Regions from separate parts of the Mus musculus genome. Here all the other regions are linked to region 1. Evidence: chromatin contacts called from public HiChIP or PLAC-seq and Micro-C data. All regions are on one chromosome and are shown on one strand. The core of a region is the stretch at or near the end of the contact, and the rest is flanking DNA. Distances in the headings are between cores, read along the strand shown. Region 1 holds the start of Wnt4 (wingless-type MMTV integration site family, member 4). Region 2 overlaps Ephb2 (Eph receptor B2). Region 3 holds the start of Htr1d (5-hydroxytryptamine (serotonin) receptor 1D). Region 4 overlaps Ephb2 (Eph receptor B2).

Region 1 (3,349 bases), core at 698-3,197:
ACAAGGCTCAAGAACCGAGCTCTGGAATTCCCCTTGCTTTGCAAGACCTGAAGCTGGGGCTGCCTCCCTAGCTGGGACTGGGGCGTGGTGGACATGGCTGGAGGCGGGTGGCAATTCTACCTGGGTGTACTGGGTCAACTTCAGGACAGCCTCAGGCATGAAGTAGATTATCCTTGTCTGGAAACAGAAGCATCTGAGTTCCGTCTTCAGTTTGGTAAGTAGCTCCCTTCCCTGGGCCTTAGTTTTCCTCATCTATAAAGGGAGCTAAAGAGCCAGGAGCGTCGGAGGGCCTTTCTGTGGCAGCTGTCTCCGTGTTTGCTGCAGGCCTGGCTCACACACTTCTCACTGTTTCCTTGGCTTTTTTTTTTTTTTTTTTTTTTTTGTACTGCTTGGTGCTGGGCAGGTCAGCTGAACTTCTAGTTTCCCCTGATGCTCAGACCTCTAAACCTATCTATTTAAGAGGCAACTCCAGAGACCCCAGACTCCTTCAAGTGCAAAGTGCTTTCTCAGGTCTGCAACCCAGGTCTCACTGGGGGAGGGAGCATTCTGCAAGAAGTGGGGGGCGGGAGGGGAGGGGACGGTGGCTGTGCCCTGGTTTCTGTCCACTCTGCCACTGCCCCTGAAGTGTTAATCAAATTAAGAATCCAGGAAAAACAATGCAGCCACTTTGGGCCTCAGAGGAATTGCGAGCTCTCGGAACAGCTGGGAGAATTCCACATCACCTCAGTCTCCCAAGCTCTGGGTGGCTCTGACCCCAACGAACACACTCCTTTCCAGTCTCCAGGGCCCTGGCTGGCCACAATGACCTCATAGCAACAGCCATTGGACACTCAGGGCAATTTCATGGGAGATATTTGTTCTTTGGTCTTGATGCAGAGAGAATTTTTCCTTTCCCACTGTCTCCATGGAAACCCCAGCTACACTGTTGGCTATCCCCCCTTCCCACCTCATGCTTTTCAGATCAATACAGGAGCTTGGCTCCCCACTGGCTGCCCACAGTGGAAGGCTGCAGAGCTCTGGGCAGGAGAAGTTGGGGCCAGGGTTAAGCCTGGGCCATAGGAAGTGCCACTGAGGAGGGATGAAGGAGTCTAAAAGCTGGTTCCTTGTTCTCTTAGTCACTAGCTCTTTAGCTCGCCTTCCCAGGGATCCTCCCGAGCGCAGACCCAGTCAGGGAGAGACACACAGGTCACCAGTGGTTACCACCCCCTTCCTTCTTAGGCAAGACCCTTAGAGGTGGATGGGGGTTGTCGCCTTCTTTATTAAAGGTTGGGAGAAGTTTCTTCCTGCCTCAGGGAACAGCGAGGAGCAGCCAGAGCCAGCCTGCGGGCTCTCAGAGGCTCGGCGCCCCGGTCCTGGACTTCTATGTTTGGCTCCCGCCCCCCAAGCAGAAACAGGTCTCTGCACGCCTCCAGCTCAGCCCGCAGCGCGGCGCGGCGCAGCGCAGCGCGAGGAGCTCGCGCCCAGACTCCTCGCGGTTAACCTGCTATTATGCTCGGGACGCTTTCCCTCGGAGACCTGTCAGCCCGCCGGTTTGCGCCTCGCTCCGTTCCCGGGCCACCGCCCCGCGCTCGCACCCCCGCGCGCCCTCGAGCACCCAAAGGAGCCTCCCGGTGCAGACGCACTGCCAGCCCTGCTACCCCGAGCCGGACTGGGGCAGCAGGGGTCCCGGGACCTCCAGAGGGAAGACCGGACAGTGGTGGTGGCCGGCAGGAGGAACCGGCGGGAGCGCGATCCTCGGGTCCCACGGCTGAGACACCTGCCGGGAGCCCCCTGCGCCTGTGGCCCCGGGACCCGCCCCGCCCGCCCGGTCCCCGGCCCGACTTACAGCCAATTGCTCGCGGCGGCCGAGAACACGGCGAAGACGAGGAGTCGCAGGGACCGCAGGCACGAACGGGGGCTCATGGTGCCGTGCGCGCCCAGCCCGGGGCAGCGGCCGCAAGGCTCCCGTCGGGGCGGCAGGTGGGCGCCGCGCGGACGGGCTGGGGCGCCGGGCCGGGGCGCGCGGCGGGGCTCAGCCTCCGAGCAGCCGGCCGCGCCGCCCGCTGCTGCGCCCGCTGCCCGGCGGACCCGACTGTCAGCGCCGCCCCAGAGCCGGGATGCGGCGGTGGCGGCGGAGGCGGGCGGGCGGCCGGCGGGGCGGGCCGGGGGCGGGCCGAGGATGGGGTTACCTGGGCGGGTCCAGCGGCGTGGGACAACCCCCCCCCCACGGGGGCGGTCCTGAGCCCGCGGGACTGGGCTTCTCCTGGGGGGCCTCCCCGGCCCGGCGCCCGGACGCGCTCGGAGCCTCAGCCCCGCTGCTGCAGGCACGCTTGGCCGCACGCCGCCCAGTTGGGCCGAGCTAGAGGCGCGGCGACCCAGCTGCTGGGTCCCCGCCCGGGGCCTTAGGGACGAGCGGGCACAGCTCCCCCAGCCCGCCGCTGCGGGCACTGCAGCGCCGCCCTGGCCGCGCCCCGCGGCCCCCCGCCGGCGCCTGGGAGCCGGGATCCCCGGCCGACCCCGGCGGAGCCACCGGAGCGAGAGCGGCTGCTACTCGCGCGCACCCAGTCGCTCGCGCTCAGGGCGCACCAGGCTGGGGTGCCGCCCGGCTGTCCCCACCGGACCCCTCCCCGCCCTCAGGCCCCCGCGTTCTGTGGTCCGGCCCCTCCCTAGCACTCACCTCCCTCCAGCCTTCCCGGAGCTGGACAGGGGCCTCTCTACTTCGGGCAGCTTGGGACAGTGGCCTGAGACTCCGGGAATCCGAAACCTCGCTTCTGGATCGCCCTGAGTTCTGGCGCGCTCCAGGCAGCGAGGTTTTGAGCGAACCCCTTGCCTTTCTGTGTAGACCTTCTGCTTAGGAACTGGAAGGCTGTGGAGGCTTCCTTTTAGCACAGGAACCAATCTTTGCTGTCTGCTTGGGTTTCTGTTCGATTCTTTTATTACTTCTCCCACGTCAGGCAGATTCAACCCTTAGCTTGGTGTCTGGCACAGAGTGGGTGGGTGACACGTTTGTGGAGTGAATGAATGGAGTGGAGATATTGCTTAAAAACCCATGCCTGGCTGGTGCTGAAGCTCAATTCCGTGTTAATAGTTACTTGCCATGGCTGGGCCACACCCTCTCCAGGTCACTGATAGAGCCCAGACTCTGGCCCTGCCTGAGGCTACATCCCACTGAGCTAGAGGAACTCTGTCTAAACAGGACACGAAAGCCCAGAGACCCTACTCAATCTCACTAAAAGCAAGGGGGAGAGAAAATGACCTGGCCTCTGCCCTTCCAGAACCAACTGTTTTCTCTATGTGAGTTTGGCTGCCCACCCCCACCATGGCCACGTTTGACTCCAGTTGTCTGGGTTAACCCAGGAGAGACTTGATA
Region 2 (3,124 bases), core at 391-2,890, 520 kb after region 1:
GATCAATACAGAAGAGCCCCCTTCTGCATACGTATGTGCTGAGCCTTCTGGGAGCATGTTTGTGTACCCACATGTACAAGCCGTCCACTACCCCAGCATCTGCAAATATAGCGAATCCCTGGCCTGTGTGTCAGGCATAGGCTGCTCACATGCCCTTTACTGTGTGAGTGGCTCTGGAGCGCACTGTGAACCATGACAACCCATATTCGTGTCTGCCTGGCTTTGCCTTGCACATGTATGTGCAGGAAGGAGCACACTCATGACTGCTGAGTTTGCCAGACGTGTATGGATAGGAGCATGTGTGTCCATTCTTTATGGGATGCTGTCAGGGTCCTTGTGTGTGGTGCTGCCACACAGGCACAGGGAGGTGTCTGCACAGATGCACACCCACCGACAAGATCTTTATTTATTCCTGGGTCCGTGTGTATATTGTATCAAGCCAGACATAATATACACGCACTTGAAAATAGGTATTTGTGAGTATGTGTGCGCTCACTGACTGAGGTAGCATGCACATGCATGTGTGTGAGATAGAGACTCTTTCAGGGGCCAGGATGTCAGGGCCATCGATTTTTCTGTCGCTTAGAAATTCCCTTTGAGTTCCTCCTCTTGTCTCTTTCATGAGCCAGAGTCAGTACAGCCAACATTCTTAAAGCAAACAAGGCCTGCTTTGCAGCAAGGCTGGTCCCAGGCTGCCTACAGCCCCTACTGGCACTCTGTGTGTGTGTGTGTGTGTGTGTGTGTGTGTGAGAGAGAGAGAGAGAGAGAGAGAGAGAGAGAGAGAGAGAGAGAGAGAGAGAGAGAGAGAGAGAGAATATGTGTGTGCTTGCACTCGAGAGCATATACACAGAGCCCATACAGGAGAGCACACAGGTTCCAGTCCAGACTCAAACCTTTTCTAGTTCCTTACTGACCCTCCGGGTCCCTGTGAGATAAAAAGGCACGGGGGTATAGTCGTCTCTGCCCAGGCCAGGGATGGTTCGGCCGTAGTGGAATGAATAAAATCCTTTTGCTTTCGGTATTGAGAGATTCTGTACAGGCATGGGCGTGTTGAGAAGGGCGGGATGCATGAATTGCCCCTGCCGAGGGCCCTTTGCTCCACACCACCAGGCAAGAGCAGCTGGTGGTGTCCTATTCCACGGAAGAGAAGACTAAGGCCTACAGCCCTGGGAGGACCCGCTGCATCTCCCAGGGAGCAGGTGGAAAGCCAGGAGCCCATGTGGCTGATTCCCGAGCTTCCCCAAATCCATCTTCAAAAAATCCACATCCCCTGCAGCAGGACCCGAATGCCATCCAGACTCCATTCAGCGGAGAGGATGGTGACCAAGCCCAAGACCCAAACAAGTCATGGGAGGTGTAGGAGAAGCCGGCCCTTGCGCTTTCCTTCCCCTTCCCCCTCCAGATGGGCAGCCCCTCTCGGGGGTCCCCTCCGCCCCCGCGGGCTGCCGTCTTTGTGGCCCGGGAAGAATGCCTCTCTTTATATCCGGACGCCCCTTCCCTTTGATTCTCCTCTCCATAGCGTTTCTGCTGACCTCTGCGTGTTGCGAATCCAATTAGAGGCGCGGAAGGCGAGAGTGACAGCCGCGCCGAATCCCGCCTCGGCCCCTGCGAGCACGCTCGGCCGAGCCGCGGGCGGCTGGGGCCTGCTTGTCATGCTGGGCCCAACGCGGGGCTTTGTGGGGATTAGCTGCCGGGGGTGGGGCGCTCCGCAGATGAGACCAGGAGTGACGCTGGTGAATGTCACGTCCCAATGGAGAAGAGAAGAGGGGGGCAGCTTGGGGGGGCGGTTGAGTCCTGCTTGGGGAAGAGGAAGGAAGGGGCTGGAGACAGACTAGCCTTGGAGGGGAATGGGCCACCTCCTGCAGGGGGCACTTCGGGAGGCCGGCTGGAGTTAGTTAGGTTTATTTGCTTGCTGATTTGAAGCTTGGGTAGTGGAGCCGGCTGGCGTGTTGAGGGCTGTTCACTGTATGGTGGAGGCAAAGGGGAAAGCAAAATTCCTGCTCAAGACGGGCTTGGGAGCATTGACTGGTTACATCTTGAATTTTCATTTGCAAAGCACTTTGCGTATGGCTCAGAAGGGCGAGTCATGGGAGGGCTGATAGACTTCTTGACACTTCTGCTTCTGCCTTAGTACAACCAGAAGCCCAAACCAAACTCCAGGCCCTTCCCCCAGACACCTGGGTAGAAAGTTGTCTCATCCAGGCCCACAACTGAGAAAACCTAGGCTTCCAGATGAGAAAGATCTGCCTCAAGGATACAAGGGCAGCTCCTTGCTGAGCCAGCCTTTTTCATTCCTCTCCCTAGTCCCTACCCCTGTATCCCTAGACTCATCCACAATTCCCTGGATATCCCAGAGGCCAGTCCTAATAAGTTGATGTGATCCTCAAAGCAAGCAGCCGGGGGGTGGGGGGGGATCTATCTGGCGGAATGCTCAGTCTAGGGTCCAGCAAACACCCTACAGTGTGCCAGGCTATTGGGGATGTACCAATCCAACCTGGCCCCTACCTCCAGGGATTCATGGTGGGGGGAGACAAAGAGACCCAGTGAAGGGAAGACAGGGTTTCTTGAGGGAGATTGAAGACAAGGAGGACCCACAGGACTGTCTAGGAGGTAGAGATGGGGCCGAATCCAACATGATCAGCCCAGAGATCTTCTTGGAGGAAAGAGTATCCCAGCCGAGACGCAGTGGACAGGCAGAAATAGCCTGGGTATTCAAGGCTTGGGAGACAGGGCAGGTGTGGGGCATCTAGGGGTGGGTGCGTGCCCCCCTATGCTCATTCCACAGCTGCCAAGGTTGGGCAGGGCTCACCCAGCCCGTCGCCCCAGCAGGCTGCACAGCTGTGGCCACCCACAGGGTATGGCTGAGTTGGCAGCCTTTGAACACCCAGGGTCTTACTAGAGAAATAAGAGTCACCAAGGGGTGGGACAGTGGGTAGGAAGCCACAATGTGGTTGCAGAGACGGCCGTGTCCTAGCATGCTGCCTGGCCTTCAACAAGCCTTGGGTGTTGGGATTACACCCCATCTTACAGTGAACAAACAGTAGCCACGTCCATGCTCAGGACAGGACCTGCCCGTGTGCTGGGTCTGCAGGAGATTATTACTGCAGACTTAGAAACAGGAGGC
Region 3 (3,275 bases), core at 399-2,898, 850 kb after region 1:
GACTCCAGCTTCCAATGGAGTCCTGGTCTCTTGAATAAAGCCCACTTTCTGCCAACCAACTGGGAAATATCAGTGATCAAAGCTCAGCTGCCCAAGTGGCCAGCTTGCTGTTGTCATAAAAGGACCATTATAGGAAGGGCTGAGAGTCTAGCCAATGTCACTGGCATGTAGAGGAAAGCACAGACCTGCAACACAAATGCCACTAGAAAACACCATAAGGTGTTCTCAGCCTTCCTGATGCTGCCGCTCTTCAACACAGTTCTTCATGTGGTGGTGACCCTCAACCATAAAATCATTATTTTTTTGTTGCTACTTCATAATTGTAATTTTGCTACTTTTATAAATCATAATGTAAGTATCTGTGTTTTCTGAACTCTTAGGCAACCCGCACCCCCACCCCCGTGAAAAGGTCGGTCGAGTCTCAAAGGGGTTGAGACTCAGAGTTTGAGGACCACTGCCATAAAGCAATTCCCAAGATGAGATCTGAGGTTGCTACTACAAAGCCTGGCGAGGAAGGCCGAGTTCCTGTCTGAGGTCAGATGTAATACTAGGCAGTGATTCCATTTGATTTTGCAAAGCAAACCTGGAGTGTGGTCGTTGTCACTCTCGTTTCATATAGGAGGGAGCCAATGCTCAGAGGACTAAGCAGCTAAGCAAGTAGCCAGGGCTAGTTTGCTAATGTGGCCAGCCTGAGAGTATTAGGATCTTAATCTCTGATGGTCCCCAAACCCAGCGAGTGGGAGCAGGTGGGGGTGGGGGTGGGGGTGGGGGCCGGGCCGGGGGCGTTGAGTATTACATTCTACAAGTACTGAGACTTTGGGCAAGATTTTTGCCACCTTCTTCCCATCTGCAATAAAGCCAATCTCCCTGAGCTCTCTGCAGTTCTGATGTTGCTCGAAAAGCTAGGATTTGCAGAGAACTTTACCGCGTATAAAAAGGCATCCACGGTCTCTCACCCACTCCCACCAATCCGCAGTGAAGGGAAGCGTCCTCTCCATTTGAGAGATGTGCACACTGAGGCTCAGAGAGAAGCAGTGACCTGCCCAAGGTCACAAGCAAGTCAGGGCCCTTTCCAAACCCGAGCTCCAAACTGGACGCTCCTTCAAGTCCCCTCCCGTACTGGCGTCACCCCTGACCTGGCCGGTAGAGGGCTCCCCGATTCCCTAGGCCGTCACCGGGGCCACCTGGGGGTAGACGTTTCACCTCGGGCCGAGGTGGGGGGGCACTCTTGTCCAGTGGGATCTTCCCAGAGCGCGGGACACGGAGGACGCTCTCCCAGGGTCCCGCAGCCTCCCCTGGGGAATCCCTCCACCCACCCCACGATCCAGGGCTTTGGACAACCATCCGGGATGCTCCCTTCGGGCCCCGATGGTCCTTTGGGACCGTCTTTCCGTGCGCTCCTGTCCCGTCCGAGAGGCGCACAGAGGCGGGACGCCAGGTGACCCATCAGGACCCGCCCGGCTAGGCTCAGCCCCGCGAGGCTGCGACGCCCCAAGCTCCCGCGCTTACCAGCTCCCTGCCGGGAGGTACGGAACAACGCCGTGGGCGCCTCGCACCCCTGAGGGCTGCAGCCCGGCCTCCTCCACGACCCCCGCTGAGCTCCGGGCGCCGCCGCCCTCCGCGCCTGCAGCTCGGGCTCCGGGCTCCTGCCCGCGCCCGCCGCTGCTCCGTGCTCTGCTCCCCGGCTCCTCCCCCGCTGGGCTCGCTCCCCACTCGGCCTCCCGCCCACAGCAGGGGAGGCCCGCCCGGAGCCCCTGCCCCAACCCCACGGTAGGAGGACGCAGGGGATGCGGGTGGAGGAGGCCCACCTGTAGGAAGGAATGGACTGTCCGGGGAAAGTGGACCGTGCCTAGACTCCATCCGCGGGTTCCTCACAAGCTGAGTCTCCCGCCCCCTACCTTTAATTTAGCAAGTATTTATCGATCTGCTTTATATCTGCACCGGCTATGCACTGGGCTTAAAACCATTGTGCAACCCCCGCCCCTTGGGGCTCACGTTCTACTGGGGCGGATACGATGTACTTAATGAGATGACAGATGTTTCAGGAGGAAAATAAAGCAAGAAAGGAGGTGGGGAGTGGACAGGGTGGTCGGAGGCGGTGGGAGGGCGGGGGAGGGGAGAAAGTCTCACCGGGAAAGCAGCCTCTCAGGACAGACCGGAGGTAGGAAGCGTCCCGGCCACACACCAGAGGTGGAATGAGTACAGTTTCCTGCTGGGCAAGCAGAGTGATCCCAAAGTTGGGGCAGCAGATATGACCGCCAGCTCCCTTATTCAGCGTTTAGTAGGGGCTGCGGATGTAGAGAGCCAGAAAAAGAAAGAGAGAGAGAGAGAGAGAGAGAGAGAGAGAGAGAGAGAGAGAGAGAGAGAGAGAGAGAGAGCTGAGTTCAAAGACAGGGAGGGCAAAGACTCCTGCTTGACCAGGTTCCTTACAGCTCCGGTGGACCTGGCCTTCCGTGTCCTTGCCCACCCACTGTGTCTCCTTACTGTTTGTATATTCTCATGTCTTGTTATCACCAGCATCCACCAGTAGACTGGTTATGTGTTCTTGATGAATTGACCCTATTAGCATCATGAAGTGACCGCGACTCTTCATCCCTGGTAAAAGTTGTGTCTTTGAGTCTCCTTTGGGGGGGAGTGCATAGGGAGATCCGGAAACACCCACCAGCACCCACACAGCTGTTTGACATCTGGCACACCAGCACACTGAGAACTCAGCAGCTATTCCACGCCTTGCTTGCAGCGTCCTTCCGTGTCCTTCTATTTGCGCCAAACTCTCTGCCCACCTGGCCCTCCCCTTCCGCCCCCACCCCTTGCTCTCCTGGTCTGTCATTTGTGATTGGCTTGGAGCCTCCATCTCTCTCAGTCTCTCTTTTTTGGAAGGCTGTGATCAATGGTCATTAATAATGCAGAGGTTCTTTTTGTCTTAGCGCAGATCCCAGGCAAATAAATCCACGGCATGAATAGACAGGAGTTATGGGCAGCCACACCTCAATCAGCCGTCTCTCCTCTCTTTAGGCCCTTGGCTCTTTCCCCACACTGGAGATGGGGAGATTGAGCAATGCCAAACATAGGTGGCCTTAATATAGGCTGTGCTACTAGTGTCCTGGCTGAACCCCTGTGGAGGGCCAGAGGGTCCTGATACACAGCCCAGCATGGCAGCTGCCAAGGTCCTACCCTGAGGTCTTGCAGCTGAAAACTACATACTTTAGAGTAGACAGTGGCATGTCACGAGTGTGTGTGTGTGTGTGTGTGTGTGTGTGTGTGTGTCTTTTATC
Region 4 (3,177 bases), core at 419-2,918, 600 kb after region 1:
GACTCTCCGTTGCCTCTCCTGCCCCTGCTGTGAGATCTTAGGCAGGTGCCTTGCCCTCTCATTGTTCTGGTCCAGGGGACGGGCTGTCTGTCTGAACGATATGCCACCTTCATTCAGACCTATTACTGTCGAGACCTCTTCAGTCTTGACCTCAGAGGCCTGAGTTTGAGATAAACTGTTTTTCAAAACAAAACAACAAAACTGGTCTTCACCGGTTGAAAGCATCTGTCTATACCCTATGCGGGGTGGACCCCTAGAAGGGCCTCTGGGAAAGATGGACTTCTGATCAAACTAAGGTGTCAGTGACTAACAGGAAACCCACAGTTGAGGGGATCCCACAATGGGTTGACAATGAAGAGAAGGGCTCTTCCTATAGGCTGAGGGAAGAAAGCCAGACTTCCTCTAAGGCCCTCTGAGTCTACCGTGGCTTTGTCTCCACCCAGGCACCTTGGACTGCATAGACGGATTTCTCTCTGATCTTTTAGAATAGACTCCACTCCTCTTTGAGAGACCTGTGGCTGGAAGCCACGCATGTAAGACAAACAGGCAGAATCAATTTGCATCCTCAGGCAGTCAAACTTTGCCCTGGGGGGGGCCTCCATCTCCACCTGGGTGGATGGCAGAGGAGACTGCCACTCCATGAGGAGGAAGAAGGGGCAGACACCAGCACCAAGCATGTCCCTGGTCCCCTGCAGAGGTGAATGTGTGGGCTCCCTGCTCTCCTGCCTGTCTCCTACAGGGTGGGCTAGTATTTCAGGACAGTGCCACATGGGACCAGAGACCGTGAGCGCCACATAGCACAGGCCTCCAGGAGTGGACATAGCAGTTGGCCTCCCGTAGGGATAAACACCAGAGGCCCTGTAACCTGGTGCCTAGACCTAGAATTCCTCTTCCTTCTACCCATAGAGACCACAAGGACCCCAGAGAAAGGTGCCTAGGACTTCTGTTCAGACTAAGCTGCTGGTAAATGGTTGATAGAAAGCCCTTTGTTGGGGGTGAGCTCATAGTGAGCAGGAAATGATGGGGGGGTGTCATGCTGTTGGGGCTCAGGGACTGTGGCAGCTAGGCCTGCGGAAACCCACTCTCTGAGACCCCCGCCTAGTCCCCATCAGCCTCTGGGTTAGCAGAGATCTGTTTGTCACCTATTAACCCTGTCTCATTCATGCGCTCCTCATGATCATGGACTTCCCCCCTGCATATCCCAGTGTCCTGTGCTGCTGTCAGGAGCCACCTCTCTCTCTGGTCATCACCTTCTCCCCAGAGCTCTAAGCTGAAGCCTAGAGAAACCCAGTAGATGAGTTGAGTGAAAGAATGAAAGACCCCACCCCCACCCCCCACATCACTACAGTGCCCAGCTATCTTAATCAGCTGTCTCCCCTCAGAGAAGCCTGCACCCCCCCCGCCCCAACTCCTACCCCAGCCCCAGCTTTTGACTTCTCCATCATATTCTTCCCTCCCTGGTCTCTTATCCCTGCCTATCAGCATCTTCAGGGTACCAGGAAACACCATCACTTCTACCAGCCTTGAGCATCTTCCCACAGCCTCTGCCTCTTCTCTGGAAAGCCCACATGCTGGCAGCAAAGGGCCTGGTCTCCCTAGGGTGCGAATGATGAATGAGAGCATTGTGTGGATGGAGCAGAGAGTGAGGGATGGAGCTCATGAATGAAACAAAAACCAGAGGCAGGCTGGCCACTTGGGCCAGTCACTTCCTGCCCCTCACCACCCCAGCCAGCCCCAGTTCCTACTTTAGTATTTCGCCATGAATGTCTTGACCTTCTCTGAGAAGCTTTTCCATGCTGCCAAGACCAGGGCCAATGTTGAATCCTCTCTTGGCCCTCTGCTGATAGCTCTGAGCCACCGTGGGTGAGACATTAGCTCTGCTGTGTCCTGGCGCCTGGTATACAGTAGACATTCCATAAGTACTTGTTGATGTGTTGAGCAGTGGCTACTGAGAGGCCTGAGTGTCTCTCTTGAAAAAAATCTCACTGGGTCCTGAAGGACTTTGAAGGGGCTCCCAGTCTGGGTAGCTGGACAAAGGAAGCTTTGCCTTGCAGGGGCCAGTGTCTCTGCTCCCTCCAGCAAGGACAGCTTAACAACTGATTTTAGAAAGAAAGAAAAGGAAAAAAAAAAAAAACAGAAGAAAGAAAAGGGAAAAAAACTAATTAAGAAGCCTTGTGATTAAATGAAACTGAAAGTATTTTTCCCCAAAGATTGGAGCGGAAATGAGGAATCCCTCTGTGGTCCTGACTGCGACCCATTTCCTAGCGCACCAGCCAGGCCTGGGAGCCTGGCAGAGGTGTTGGCTGGGGTGGCACTGCTCTGCTTTCTTTGGGACCAGGTGGCTCCACAGTAGCCAAGTGGCTACCTGGTCACTTCTCACAGTCTTCGATGTGTGCGGGGGACACCACACTATCACCACAATCGTCCTTGGAATGGTACCCCCAGGCACTGACGGGAGGAGAAACTGAGGGACAGAGGCCCATGTGGCCTGTCAGCACTTTGTGCTGAGAGTCAGAAGGAGGATCTACCCTCCATCTCCCTTTCTTACTCTCTCTGGTGCTCCTGCCTCCCGGCTTTCTCCCATGGTTACTTCTGAGATGACCAGTGACATGTAGCCAGGTCCCTGTCGGTTAGCCCGTCTGCTCAGTCTGAGTGTACATGCCATCAAAGGACAGCCACTGGGTCATTTGACTTCCACTGTTACCAGCTGACGCTGGCTGCAGAGGACTTGGCCATCTGGGGGGCGGGTGTGGGGGGAAGGCTCAGACAGTAACAGCCGTGTGAAGTACTCTCCATACGAAGAAGGTCTCGGCGGTGGGAAGTACCCAAGCATGGCCTGCCGCCATGGCGCGGGTGAGAGGAGGCCTGTATCCGGGACATCTGAGCTGAGGTTTGAAAGCTGAGAGAAGTTTACAGAGGGGTGTGTGATGAAGGCAGCCATTCAGGCAGCAGGCGCAGCGGGCTCAAAGGCCCTGGGGCAGAGTTGAGCAGCTGCGTTCAGAGAACAGAGAAATGATCTCAGATCTCAATATGAACAACACGCAGGGGAGAGAGAGCACGCCACGGGGGAGCCGTTGGAAAGGGAGGCTGGCTGGGGTGTGTCCTGCCTTCCAGGCCTGGTGAGTCTGGATTTGATTTAGAGTCTGATAGAAGGTTCTGGAATGCTGGGATCTGACT

The links. A called contact is a pair of places that touch in the nucleus more often than the background predicts. HiChIP or PLAC-seq counts read pairs in DNA pulled down with a chosen protein or histone mark.
Region 2: an H3K27ac HiChIP or PLAC-seq map of embryonic stem cells shows a contact between it and region 1, with 2.5 times the contacts expected there. The contact joins the enhancer-like site here to the promoter of Wnt4 in region 1. A contact is called at or near these places in 3 of 39 promoter capture datasets (liver and stem cell-derived epiblast-like cells), 1 of 484 Hi-C or Micro-C datasets (CD8 T cells) and 3 of 115 datasets of contacts at active chromatin or transcription factors (embryonic limb bud, embryonic stem cells and extraembryonic endoderm stem cells).
Region 3: a Micro-C map of B cells shows a contact between it and region 1, with 2.7 times the contacts expected there. The contact joins the promoter of Htr1d here to the promoter of Wnt4 in region 1. A contact is called at or near these places in 1 of 39 promoter capture datasets (hippocampal neurons), 1 of 484 Hi-C or Micro-C datasets (B cells), 1 of 115 datasets of contacts at active chromatin or transcription factors (pancreatic cancer cells) and 2 of 9 other capture datasets (embryonic stem cells and liver).
Region 4: an H3K4me3 HiChIP or PLAC-seq map of stem cell-derived neural progenitor cells shows a contact between it and region 1, with 17 read pairs. The contact joins the enhancer-like site here to the promoter of Wnt4 in region 1. A contact is called at or near these places in 13 of 39 promoter capture datasets (the 3T3-L1 cell line, 3T3-L1-derived adipocytes, cranial neural crest and 7 more), 2 of 484 Hi-C or Micro-C datasets (Th1 cells and embryonic stem cells), 5 of 115 datasets of contacts at active chromatin or transcription factors (embryonic forebrain, embryonic hindbrain, neural tube and 2 more) and 1 of 9 other capture datasets (embryonic stem cells).

The regions. Positions count from the first base shown.
Region 1 is chr4:137,276,233-137,279,581 of GRCm38.p6, reverse strand. Wnt4 (wingless-type MMTV integration site family, member 4) reads right to left here and starts at 1,947. Exons shown (of 5, transcript NM_009523.2): 1 at 1,826-1,947. The coding sequence starts at 1,902.
Region 2 is chr4:136,754,142-136,757,265 of GRCm38.p6, reverse strand. All of the region lies in intron 3 of Ephb2 (Eph receptor B2), which reads left to right. Among named protein-coding and RNA genes, the nearest start is that of Gm52708, 44 kb to the left of the region's middle. RefSeq lists an enhancer at 1-2,944. Within about 2 kb of position 1,640, at least 123 of the 459 cell types and tissues checked have an H3K27ac peak or open chromatin away from gene starts, as enhancers often do. A contact at or near this core is called in embryonic limb bud and embryonic stem cells, where this site is marked.
Region 3 is chr4:136,422,985-136,426,259 of GRCm38.p6, reverse strand. It overlaps Htr1d (5-hydroxytryptamine (serotonin) receptor 1D), which reads right to left and starts at 1,648. Exons shown (of 2, transcript NM_001285484.1): 1 at 1,510-1,648.
Region 4 is chr4:136,680,647-136,683,823 of GRCm38.p6, reverse strand. All of the region lies in intron 6 of Ephb2 (Eph receptor B2), which reads left to right. Among named protein-coding and RNA genes, the nearest start is that of Lactbl1, 60 kb to the right of the region's middle. Within about 2 kb of position 1,668, at least 30 of the 459 cell types and tissues checked have an H3K27ac peak or open chromatin away from gene starts, as enhancers often do. A contact at or near this core is called in stem cell-derived neural progenitor cells, where this site is marked.